Regions from separate parts of the Oryzias latipes genome. Here region 2 is linked to region 1. The links are chromatin contacts, called in public Hi-C maps. All regions are on one chromosome and are shown on one strand. The core of a region is the stretch at or near the end of the contact, and the rest is flanking DNA. Distances in the headings are between cores, read along the strand shown. Region 1 holds the start of lmo4 (LIM domain transcription factor LMO4). Region 2 holds the start of LOC105353880.

Region 1 (6,491 bases), core at 2,950-5,449:
CATTAGTTTCAGAGAGTCTCAATCAAACTGATGAGATGATGTTTGCATTGGAATGCTTTGGTCTACTCGGTGTTGGCTCCAGCTACAACAAAACACAGATTGAAAATTTTGTTAGGGATAAGTATGAGTGATCAGATTTGATTACAAAAAATAGAGTCCAAGCTGACTTGACATTCTTTTGTCAGCTTGTTGTAATGTAGAACAAAAAATAAAAAAAACATAAATATGAACCAGGATACTTTTGCTGGAAGGTCAGCATTGACGGTACGAAAACTAGATTGAATCCAAGCAGGAAGTACCCACTGGTTCCAAGAAGCCAAAACCCCATAGACCTCTGTGGAGAAACAAGCAGCTATTACTCAGTCACTATATTGGTCAGAATAAGCATGCTCCCTTTATAAACATGTTCTTAATGCTCCTCATTTTGAACATATTTTTGCTGTAGCGCAAGTTATAAACTGACCAATCAGATGCGTCGATAAAAGTGTGTGGTCTCACGTGCATGCATTCAAAAAGTTTGATTGAAAGATTTCATGTTGCCCACTTTCAAGTGGTAGGGATGTGGCCTTCTGACAAGCTCACTCCTGATTGGTGAGAGGGGTTGCCATGGAAATGCTGACTCAAATCAACTCAGATCAATCACTCCTAGCTAACATTTTATGTTTCCGACATGGAAAAAAGTGTGTATCATAAAAAAAGGGGGACCAACTTGACTTTATTTAGTTGGAGCAGCAGTAAATTATTATCTATGGGTGACACTGTTTAATCTCAAAGTCCCACTCCAGTCGCATTGTAAAAGTGTTCCCCGTGGTCTTTTAATCATAATTACGCCGTTTATAGCCCAAATTGAGACAAAACTCGTGTCGTTTTCTCTGACCGTTTCTGCAGAGCAGCAGTAGTTCATTAAAAATTCACCTCTGAGTTGTGGGCGGCACGAGTGGCGCGGAGTATAAGCCTGCCCCCCTTACACTCCCCGTTGGTGAGAGTTCTCTGTTTACATGCTCTCCTGCAAGCTTACAGCTGCCACAACCTAACATTACAGGTTAACAAAAATGGTGAGCGATACTGAAGATACCCAGCCGTACAGTTTTGTTGGGTTAAAACAACCTACAACATCAGAACAACATCATTAGGAAAGAAATCCAACAGCCCAAAGGTACCGTTTTAACGAGGGGAGAGAACAGAGATCCTAAACATTAATTGCAACATGTCCATCCTTTCACAGTCTTCCCACATCATCTTTGGACCTGCGAAGCCTTTTCTCACGGATAACTGACACAGAGAGGCCCTTGATTCCGGTCTTGACACAGCTAACACACAAGTTCTCTGGCAGATGCTGGGAGGACGCAAAGATAGCCGGTTTCCCCTAAGGGTTTCACCTCCACCTTCCTGTGAAACAAAGTTGGACACACACACTTCTGCAAACATGATAATATCACCTATATAGCTAGGTAATGCATAAAAGCAAATATGAGATGCCTTATATACATAATTCCAACAAGTTTAGATCCAGATTCCAGCTCAGACGAGGAAAACAAAGACAAGCCTGGATCTATTCGTCTGCAAGTGAAGACATCAGAATGGAGCAGAGCAGGGAGCTTGTAGCATCCAGCGTATTTTCTGCATCACAAATAAGCTCTGTATGAAGCGGAAATTTTTCTCTGCTTCTGATTCACAAGGATTTGATTGAATCAAGGCAGATTTGTCTTCATACGTTTTCTTATGAAAACGCTGACAGATTTGTAAATGAACCCTGATATCCGGTAGTAATCTTGTCCAGACTAAAAAAAAAAATATTCTATATATGGAACTGAAAGTTAAGTCAGAAAAATCACTAAAGACTGAAGAATTTTTCATTGAAAACGAAAGATGATTAAAGCTACAAAAAAGGAATTTAGGAGCTGTAGCACAAACTTTGATGTCAGCTGATATTCAGTGAAAGATACTGACTACCACTTATCAGAGTGATGATGATTTTAGCCTTGGTATTTTTGTGTTTTTTTCCATTCAGCAAAATTAATTAAACTTAACTTGACTTTTTCCTTGGGATGTCTAAATAAACAATTACAATTTGGCAATGGTAATTTCAGAGGACTTCTTTTCATTTAAAGGGCAGGCTAATAACTTTGACCCGAGCGCCAAAAAAATAAATAAATAAAAAAGTTTGATTTTATGGATTTATTGTGGACTGAAAGATATCCACACCTGATTCCTCTTTTAAAATCCAGAATCAATGCAAAATGTTTCATCTTTTCTAAATATTTTTCAAGGTCAGAACAGCAATTACAGGACATGGAGGCTGTTTGGAAAAGAAAAGAAAAAATCCATGCACCAACCATCTTGATCCGGTCATGGCCACACAAACACATTCAAGCTCAAAGCTTGGAGTGATAGGAGACTTTGTGTGTTTTAAAGCAGCCTCTTTAGGAGATGATCTGTCGGCCATTCTCCGTTCAATCTGGGAGCAGCTGCGGTTAATCTGAACGGTATCATCAATTCACGTGATTTGTGTAATATGGTATCAACCATTTTTCTGGTGCTGCAGATGGCTGAACTAACCTGGGTGTTGTTGGCTTGAGTGTGGCCTGCAGTGTGGACAAAACAGCCTCTGAGGCTCAGTGTCAAGTCAACAGAGCAAATCTGTAGTCAGGGAATGAGCTGAGTGTGGCTCCGCTTACTCCCACAGGACCAGCGGCTTGATTATGAAAGACCGTGGTCTTCTTTTCACGTCAGTTGAGATTACCCTGTGGGGAGTTTTAACACTCAGATCCACATCTGACGCTCTCTTGTTCCTGTTTAAACATTGAAACTGTGTTGCGCCATATTGTTGTTCGCCTCTTTTCTTCTTTTTTCATAATGCAGCTGCTCGGAAACTTCAGGAATCTCGGCGGAGTGTGGAGATGATCAATTTCTGAGGGAACCCCCACGTCGCCCGTCTCCTCTTCCTCTCACTGACCTCTCCACCTCCTCCTACTTACTCCAACTTCCAATAATTATTTTTGCAAGAAGTAATTTCTCCTGCCCAGTTATGAAAAGCTCATTAAAAAGAGGACTGGAACAAACAAAGCTTTTCCTGTGAGGCCTCTTTTCAAATTCATTTTCTAATTTCCCTCTGTTTTAATCATTTATATCAATTAATCATTCCTTGGTGGAAAAGATATTCTTTGCAATCTTCTGTGGATGTTTTTGTTCTGGTAAGAGGCAAGCTTGATGAGAGTGTCAAGAGAATGCGGCTCAAACCAAGGTGGATCAGCGCTGGCTTTGCCAAAAGGGAAATCAGTGTGATGCAAAGCAATCTCCTCAGAGCTGCGAGAATAATTAAACAATTAAAGTCAAGAAAAAGATCATCTTTACACATCCAAAGCCAGGGGTATCATATCCAAATGGATTTTTTTCTTTTTTTTTGTCATGTAAAACTCTTAAACCTGGTTAATCTCTTTGAAGATAACTTCTCTTTTGCATTATATTTTATTTTTCTTGTTTCTAAAGTAAAAAACTAAAATAAAAATACAATAAAAAGAGCCATATTTTCATGTCAACTTGTGACACATGCAACACATTTCTCGCATGTAGTTCATGATTAATCTCTCATGCTTGCCATGATATTAATGTTAAGATAAATACATGTAAAGAAAACCCTCAGACAAATCAGATTCAGTGTTGAAATCAATGACCTGTGGACTTTAATGGGGTTTTCAAAGCAGAAAGTCTCCCTGCAATTACTGTGGGTGGCAGACGATGGCGCCACCGCGCAGCTGTTGTCCCGCCAGTTCCCAGAGGTTGGAGTCACTCTCAGTAAACTAAGTAGTTATTGAATGTCATCTAATTAAACTGTGACGTGAGGTGAATGCAGTTTACTGGATGTTGCCATGCAGCTTGGAGCTGATGCTACAGGGAGATGCAGATAATCAGAGACTTCCCATGATGCTCTAATCACAGCCAGGCAGTGATTTCGAGATTAAGAAATGACGTTCAAATTGATTCTGAATTTGACTATTTTAGATTTTGGGTATTGAAACATTAAATTCAGTTTTTAAGAAGTGTTGGGGGGGGGGGGGGGGGTCCTGTCTTTGCCAGTGTAACAACATTGTTTGTGTGCGTCTCTTGCTAAGTCTCTCTCTGCTCTGATTGGCTGGATTCGGTGTTCTTAAATGAGCTGCCAGCGGATTGGCTGAGAGGGCTTTGTCGTCACGCGGCTAAAGAGGGTTTTTTACTGGAGGTTTCTTCCTGTCAGAGACACATGTAGAACAAGCTGCCCGCGGATCCACCGTCGTATTTCCTGTGCTCCGTTATTCGCGTCATAATCTCGGTTTGTGCCGCTCTTCTCTGCTCTTTTGGGGAACTTTACTGTCTCGGAGACCTAATCATCCTGCGATGGACAGCTTTGGGTCCGTCATCGGCCACAAATCGCTTTCAGAAAAGCAGGAACCGTCCGCTGGAAATACTATCTGATAACTCCATTTGCTCCGCTGTACGAGTCGCGAGCTCGCTGCCGCGCGGGGCTGGACACCGACGGCGCACTTTTTTATTTATTTATTTTTTTAAATAAAACATTTTTTCCTTGACTTTTTGGGGACTGCTGGAGCTTACCCGTTCTCCTACGCAATCTTCAGACCCGAACTTCAGCCATTAAACTCCAACGAAGTGAGTATATGTGTGTCAAAGTCTAGACTTTGCCTCTGAAAGCGTGTTTTCTTTTGAAGATAGCTGTGATATTTGATACCCGAGACTCTTGTTTTTTCACTGAACCCATGGCCGTGTAATTATCCCGCAATAATCTTTACATTTTCCGGTTGAAAAGCAGCTTTCAGGACCTTTAGCACTCGCCTTTTCTCCCTTCCATTTCCATGTCTTAGTCTCTGTGCCCAAATTGCCTGACCGTGTAATTACTTACCCATTTAATCTAAAAAGCCTCCCCTCCTCCTCCTCCTGCCCCGCCTGTTGGAAACTTGACGATGGCTCGCCCGGTTCGTGCGTGGAGTCACTTTCAGGTCGGCTTTTTGTTTTGTTGTGTTTTTTTTTTTTTTTTCATCTGCTTTTAGATGTAATCAGCGCGGAGGTTCGCCGCGGTTCGTCCCTAAGAGCCATCGCTAATGGGCTTACTGAATGCTGCTCTGTCTGTGCGCGCGCGCGCCCCCTCCCCGCGCCTTCTCCTTCCCTAATTGGCCTACCTGCCTTTCAACAAAGATTTGGCTTTATATCCCGGCGTCGCTGCTGCCCCGGAGTGGTGGTGATGGTGGTGGAGGAGGGTGGATGGGGGTGGGGGGTCCGAGCACGTATTAACGTCTGGAAGGGAACGGCCGTTTGGCGGTGAAGTTATGGCGGGCAGGTCGGTGGAAGCCCGCGGGGCATCAGGTGTTGGTAAACAAGCAGGAGCGGCTGTGCTGCTCAGTCAGTCAGTCAGAGGCACTGCTTTCACTTTAGAGGCAGCAGAATTGTTCCTTTGGCCCCACAGTGTTATCAGTTAACAGACATTCATCAGCAGCGATGCCCCCGCGCAGGGGCCACACAGGCAGAGATCAAGGGCAGATTAATTCACTAAATGACTCATAGCAGAACATGGCTTGTTCGTGTAATGAGATCAGCTCCTTCTCTTTGCTGGGGGGTCACAGAGTCTGCAGCTGCAAAGTTAACAATCTCCACAAAGGTGGTGTAAAACTCTGCCATTATCTGCTAGGATGATGTTGCATACCTGGTATCAACACGTGATGTTTGTTTTTGTTTTGTTTTTTCAGAGACCATGGTGAATCCTGGAGGCAGCAGCCAGCCGCCGGCGGTGGGCGCCGGTTCCCTGTCCTGGAAGCGGTGTGCGGGCTGCGGGGGCAAAATCGCAGACCGCTTCCTCCTCTACACCATGGACACCTACTGGCACAGCCGCTGCCTGAAGTGCTCCTGCTGCCAGGCCCAGCTGGGCGAAATCGGCACGTCGTGCTACACGAAAAGCGGCATGATCCTCTGCAGAAACGATTACATCAGGTGAGAAGGGGGGGTTAGGGCCGTTTCTGTGGGGCTGTCCAAGGACACAAACGCACTCTGTAGGTGAGACATTTAGATAGGCCTGCATCACAAATGTATCCTCATCGCAATATCAACCTATACGCATATGGCAACAGGCAGCCTAAATTAGGGATAAATGGTTACTTTTTAAATGTTCACACATAAACAATCTTATGGCCGCTTAACAAATTAAATGGAGCCCTTTGACCAATCAGATGCAGCCCTTTTATGTCAACTGTCTGCCTCCTTTGTAGACGAGGGTCATTTGGATTATAAATGAAGTTATGTTGACTTTTATTGAAATAAAAAAGTTGCACCGAAATGAAGAAAAAAAATGCCCTTTGCTTATGTATCCCAGACACTAATATTACAAGTCTTCCTCATGGCGTGCAGGACTTTATGTAAATTCAATCAGGAAAAGAGATGTATTTCTCTTGTTGAAGTTTAAAAAAAGAACCCTATTGGGAGCAGGAAGAGTGTTCATCAGCTGCTTT
Region 2 (6,491 bases), core at 1,693-4,192, 150 kb after region 1:
GACTTAAAACACGCAGAAAATAATAGTGTGGAAAGATTCCTACACAGACAGACAGACAGGCTATGTAATACAGAGTGTGCATGTTTCAACAGCCTGACCTAAAATCTCTCCAAAGTTACTGCGATGGCAGGTTCTCCAATTATACCCACAAGTCTTTTAGTGTTTCACTTCCCTGAATCTGTGCTGCTTTTTACGATCATTATGGCAAGCCCTGAGGCGCTTCTGCAACTAAATAACAGTACAGCTGCTGAGAAATGACTAGAAAACAACATTACAACAGAGATGTAAACATGTGGCACGTCAATCGTAGCGGAGCTGACATGTCTGCGTGATCTGTGACTCCCATAATTAACTGTCAACGATGTCAGTGTTCCACATGAAGGAGGCTGCTTGACTAACTGGCTGGAGTCTCATGATTTAACAGCGAACAAAACTGCCTGGGTGCAGCAGCAGTGGCGGCGGCCGCCATGGGTTGCATTGTTTCCGGATGGGCCGGCGGACTTCGCTGATGAGACCGTGTCGAGTCGCTCAAGATCTATGTTTGCACTCCTCCACCGACTGGACATGCTTTCAGGTACGCGCTTTAGTAAGCTGTTCAAGTGATTCGTTTATTGTAGTCTCAGTAACACACGTGTTTACAAGGAACAGCACAAATGTGGGAAACGCACAGGTGCACCGTTCTGTTTTTGCTGCATTGAGTAATGCAGAAAATAGAAAATGACAAACATAGAAAAAGGCCAGATTTTGGATGATTTAATCCTCTGTTTCATGGTTAACGACCTCATTAACAAAAGAATGATGGGAAACCAGCGTGATCTGGGCAAGGAAACGCCTATGTGGCAGCCATCTGGCTGGGGGTGTGGGCTAGCGCATGGGGGAGGGGACATCATGGATAGTAGCAAAAGCAATATTATTATACTCTGAATTTAATACGTTTCATATAAGGTCAAGCAAAAGATTGATCACGTTGAAGTTGTTTAAATCGATTGCATAATCTTTCAAAATTATAAAAAATTGTCCAGATTATCCAAAACAAGATGTGTTGGCCGGAAAACTTTTGGAGAAGGCAGTTAGGTCGACGCACTTGTTTCTCAGAGAAATCCACGAGTCTAGGAATAATTATTCTGCTTTAATTCACCATTAAATATCGTTTTAATGCTATTATCGTGCTTTGCTGCAACCGTTTTGAGACGAGCATAAAGGTATAATAAACGCTGAAAGGCCTCGAGCAGAGCTAAAGAAATGAAGAAGGAATAAAAAATGTAAAAAAGTAAAAAAACAACTGATGGAGATCAAAGTCTGGGAAATAAAAAACTCATGTGACAGTCTGGCAGATTTGGTCAGACTGTAAATAATAATAATAAATAAAGCCAAACTCACATTTAACGAAAAAATAGTGACAATAACTGAGTTTATATGGTTAAAAAAAACATCTACTGGTAATCATCATTTAGAGGCAAGATGTGAAATTTTAAACATAAATTATGCATTATTGATTAGCAGGATTTTTATCCTGCTGAACAGATATAAAGACTAGTGACTTTATGGACCCATTCGTGTGTTACACTATGCACACGTGTTGCGTGTTCAAGAACTTGGTGAATGTGGGTTATTGAACACACTTTTAGCTTACGGTGTTCACATTGGACTGTTACCTGATACTAGCACATGTCTGCCACCTGCAGCTGGGAGAGGTTTGATACCAAACGTCAAAGTGATGCAAATCTGGTCACCCTTGCTTCAGGCTTTTCCTTTTACAGCTCTATTCCGACACATGAAAGACGTGCTGTCATAGAATTGTTCTGCAATTATGCAATTTTTTAAGTAATTGAAAAGAACGCTACCCTTACATCACTACCAAATCTAAGTCCCTGATAGATCAAAGTTCGACTGGTTTAACTTTTAACACGCACTTAATGTACATAAAGCCCAAAAATGGATTTAATAAATGTTGTAGCAACATAGAAGCCCAAAGAGCACACGTTTACACGTTTCCATAGACTTTTCACTGAATGTGGCTGCTTGAAGGCGGGTGGCAGAGGCTGGTGTGAACGTAGAATTAGACCTCTTTGAATCCAGTTGTTGGCTCTATAGTGGTTGGCATCTTGAAATGATGTCACTGAATCTGATTTCTCTCCTAAAAAGAGTAAATCGGAACAAACAAGCCTAATAGTGGTTGGAACACGCCCACTAAAGCTGTCCCTGCTTGTTATGTGACAGAAGTGTCCGTCAAAAGACCACGCCCTCCTTTAAGTACTATTAGAAGTAAATGATCTGGACTTTTTCTATCACATGAGGATTCTAAAGTTTATTTTAGTTATTCAGTACAATTTGGATTTTTCTGACTTTGATTTCTTCATTTTTAAAAGTAAAGGCTGTGTTGAATTCCAAGCAGCTGTACAAAGAAAACACTTGGAAATGGTTCAGTCCAGTAAGTTACCAAACGCTGGGCCTCACCTACATGCCAAAAGAACGCTGCTCTTTCCATAAAATGGACATTATGAGTAAAGGGCTGCATACCAAAGTGTTCCAGCTGCCAGAGTTCGCTGCCATTGCAGTAAATCCTTCCATATTTCACAAAAATGAAAACAATTTGCGAATCAACATTCAGTTCACTCCCCCAGAAACGTTGAAGGCTCACGCAGAAACTATACGTACCTTTATATGAACTTGTACAGGAGACTGTAGACGACAGTACCAGGTATTCACTGCCCATTTTGTCTCTCTTTATATGAAGGAACTTGTTCAAAACTTGTTTCATCTCCAGACACAGCAGCTCCTTCTTCCCTCTCCTAACATCCCTCTGCTTCCACTCGCAGCAGCCACACAGGCTTTTCAAAACCCGTCAGAAGTCAGTTTCCCCTGTCATTGTTTTACTCTGCTCTGTCAGCTGACAGCTCTGTGTTTTCATTTGGGCGGAAGTTGTAGAGGAGAGCGACCAATCACAGCAGTGCACTGGGGCAGGCTGGGACAGGAAGCTACGCGGAGGAGAAAGGAGAGGCTTTCAGGGAAGTCAATGAAGTCCGACTGTTCAAAATCACAAGCAGACTTCATTGCAAACTATTGCTTCAAATTATGAGGTTTCACACATTTAAGGTACAAAGCTTTTAGTAAAAGAATTTCACAATAAAACAGAGGAATCGAGAACAATGAAATGTTGCAACAAAACTCAGTGTAGGAAATGAGTAACGGGGTTGGAATTCCCCTCCTTGTGTTTACACTTTTTGGGAAGTACAGATGCAAGTTTCTTTCCAACAAAGAAAGCAGAATTTATTTGGACTTTTTAACCGCATCTGACTGACCTAAGGTTATTTCTAAGTTTTACGAAAGATATAGAAAATCAAAAGAGTTAAATAAGCTCATCTTACTAAATGAATTTCAAGGTCATTTATGTGTCTTGAGATGGGTTTTTATGACATCTATACTTTGAGTAAGGTGGTTTATTTTAGTCTTTTTTTTCTGACAGCAGCAGGTTAAACATATTAGTTTATCATCCTGGTGAATCAATTCATGTTTTTATGGTGTAACATATGTGGTCAAATCAGGATTAACTTAAAGTAAATAAAGAACTCAATTGTACATTTGAAAATCAATCACAAATAAAATAATTGTTTTAAACTCCATATGACTCAGTGCAAATTTAAAGGAAATATAGAAAATTTGAAAAAAAAGTAATTTTGAAACTTATACTTAAAAAAAAAAAAACTTTCAACCCAGAACTGTGAAAAATAATGTTTATTTGTAACAGCTGCTGTTTTGTGTTTTCAACATAAAAAAAATTTCACTTTTTACTCATTTTATAGTTTCAATTCAGATTATTTGGGTATCAGTAATGATCCTAATTTTATGTGGGGTGGGGCTTTGAGCCCACTGGCTACCAGGACCTGATTGACATCAGGCGATAGAGGTTGTGGTGATGTCATTTCTTGCTTGTGCCCCCTGTGTCGTCCTCCTCTGATGTGCCAAACTTTGGAAGAGTATTATCCCTATTGTGTAAATCTTTGTTTTTTTTATTTAATTGTTTTTTTAATGTATTTCAAATGTCTGTTTTTCACATTTACAGTCTGCTTTTTCATTTTCTTTAAGCTAATTCTGATTTGACCCATAAGTAACAATGATGCAATAGCAGGTTTAATAATGAAAACACTTTTCCAGACTGTTGGTTCTATACTTACAGTTCTCTTTATGTGGACACTGCGTGTCATCACACCGGTGAGGGGGGCATTGTGGGGGCTCCCTACTCTGTTAAAAGGCACTTTTAGAAAGCAGTTGAAAGTCTAAAACCCAGATTTTTCTTAAACAGAACCTTCAGCTGTGGATCACACTGATTCCTCCATCAAATAGAAAAGACAATCTTTTCTAACAAATAATAGGCAGTTTCATTCATAATTTTGATGGTTGTTTTTTTTACTCATAACATTTAAAAAATTAATTAGATATCATTATACAACTAAATATAGAAGAATGTAGATGTATAGAAGTAATAGAAGATGCTTAACAGACATCCTTTTTTCTGATATGTTAGGAATTATAGCACATAAATAGACAGAAAGCAGAAAGTCTCTTTAGCTCTCAAAGTCACATGGAGTTTAGTGCGGGTCACTAAGGACTCAGATGTGGCCTTGGTGTCTGTGTAATTGAAATTATTAACAAACCTGTCCACAAGCTGAAGGTTTATTTAGACTCGAGTCTGACAAGAGATGTTGTTAAATGCTGAAGCATTCCTGTTCACAATGACACAACAGGGTAAAATAAAGTGGCTGATGGAAGGAAGATAAATTTATGTCTTGCTTTCAGCACAAATACAATCAACAAAATAAACTTTTAAATACAAAAAAAAAATCAGCTCATTTAAAAAATATTCAAGTGAAAATACGATAAATAAATACAAATATATTGTTCACTTTAAGCCCTTCCTTTCACTCTCAACTTTTGATAATAGCATCAGGTTTTAAGACACAATTTTTGTTTGTTTGTGCTTCGCTTTTCTAGCTATTAAGCGTTATGTCAAAATAATCATTCTTTTATTTTCATTCATTCATTCATCTTCTGCCGTTTTTTCCCTTTCGGGGTCACGGGGCTGCTGGAGCCTATCCTGGCCACTTGGTGGCGAAGGCAGGGGACACCCTGGACAGGTTGCCAGTCTGTCGCAGGGCCGCAATCACACACCCATGCACACTCACATCTATGGACAATAGAGTTGCCAATTGACCTATGAAACATGTTTTTAGACAGTGGGAGGAAGCCGGAGCCCCTGGAGAAAACCCACACATGCACAGGGAGAACATGCAAACTCCACACGGACAGGACCCATTGGTGTTCTGGTTCAGGTCCCCCAGCCGGGACCTTCTTGCTGTGAGGCAAGAGTGCTAACCACTGCGCCATCGTGCAGCCATTATTCTTTCATGTATTTGAGTAAAAGAAATACATATCTTTACTGACTGTTAGTGTGTTCTACAAGAAAGAAGATTTCTTTATTTTCTACAGTTTGAGTCCAGACTGTACACTAGTTATGATAGGTTTCTTTTTAACATCACATGAACTGACTTTAAAGATTTAAAGCTTTATCTCATCTTGATACATAAGTGCTATATGATTAACCATAATAATGAATCAATTATATAATCTACATGTGACGTCTTCATACCACAAAACCTAATTGTGTATTTCCTCAAGAGATTGAAGAAGAATGAATGAAAAAGCTTTTATCCCCCCTTTTTATATACTGAACACCAAACTGCATTAGAATAAATAAAAGTAAACCTTGGAGAAGTTGCAGAGATGTTTGGTTCACAGTCTTGCTAATTAAATGTCACGTCTCCAACTATTCATGAGGAGCACTTATTAAAACAAGCGTTCACATCCAATCCACTAGACAAATTACTTTGCACCAAGTGCCACGAAGGCCATTAAATTGCTTCTTTAGAGATGGATCTCATCCAAACACACAATCAAAGGATTTGACTGGGATTATCTCAGATTAGAAACACTCTAGAACAAATGAGGAGATGACAGGATATCATATATAAGGGATAAATTAGCAGTCACATACCAGACCAAATTTGTGATGGGTGTTAGAGAATAAAACACACGAGAAGAAGATTCAGTGTTTGAGTCAAGAGTGGGACTTTGGATTTCAGTGAGATCAATGATACATGGTCAAACTAAAGCGGGGTAAAAGCTTTCTCTTGTCCCTTTAAAGCCTCCTGCCGTGTAAACAAAGTCTACATAAGGGAAAGAATCAGCCATCAAAAACCAACTCCCCAGAAATCAGAACCGTGCTCTCCAGAATGAAGTCCGAAACACAGAAAACGTGCACATTCTCTTCAATTCCAACACTTTACAGTTGGTTATGACTGAAATAAATACTTAAAAATGTGAACTGAACCGTGTTCTGCTGAGTTTCAAAATATTAAAGCGTTTGTGAGAAATATCAGAGCCTTTGGCATTTTCTGAAAAAATTGCAAATCTTGAAAATTAGCTTCAAATTA

The links. A called contact is a pair of places that touch in the nucleus more often than the background predicts.
Region 2: a contact with region 1 is called in a Hi-C map of embryo, with 1.8 times the contacts expected there. The contact joins the promoter of LOC105353880 here to the promoter of lmo4 in region 1. A contact is called at or near these places in 2 of 5 Hi-C or Micro-C datasets (both in embryo).

The regions. Positions count from the first base shown.
Region 1 is chr4:4,582,759-4,589,249 of ASM223467v1, forward strand. It overlaps lmo4 (LIM domain transcription factor LMO4), which reads left to right and starts at 4,200. Exons shown (of 6, transcript XM_023954029.1): 1 at 4,200-4,644; 2 at 5,613-5,647; 3 at 5,736-5,976. The coding sequence starts at 5,741.
Region 2 is chr4:4,736,691-4,743,181 of ASM223467v1, forward strand. It overlaps LOC105353880, which reads right to left and starts at 2,943. Exons shown (of 6, transcript XM_011473780.3): 1 at 2,659-2,943. The coding sequence starts at 2,761.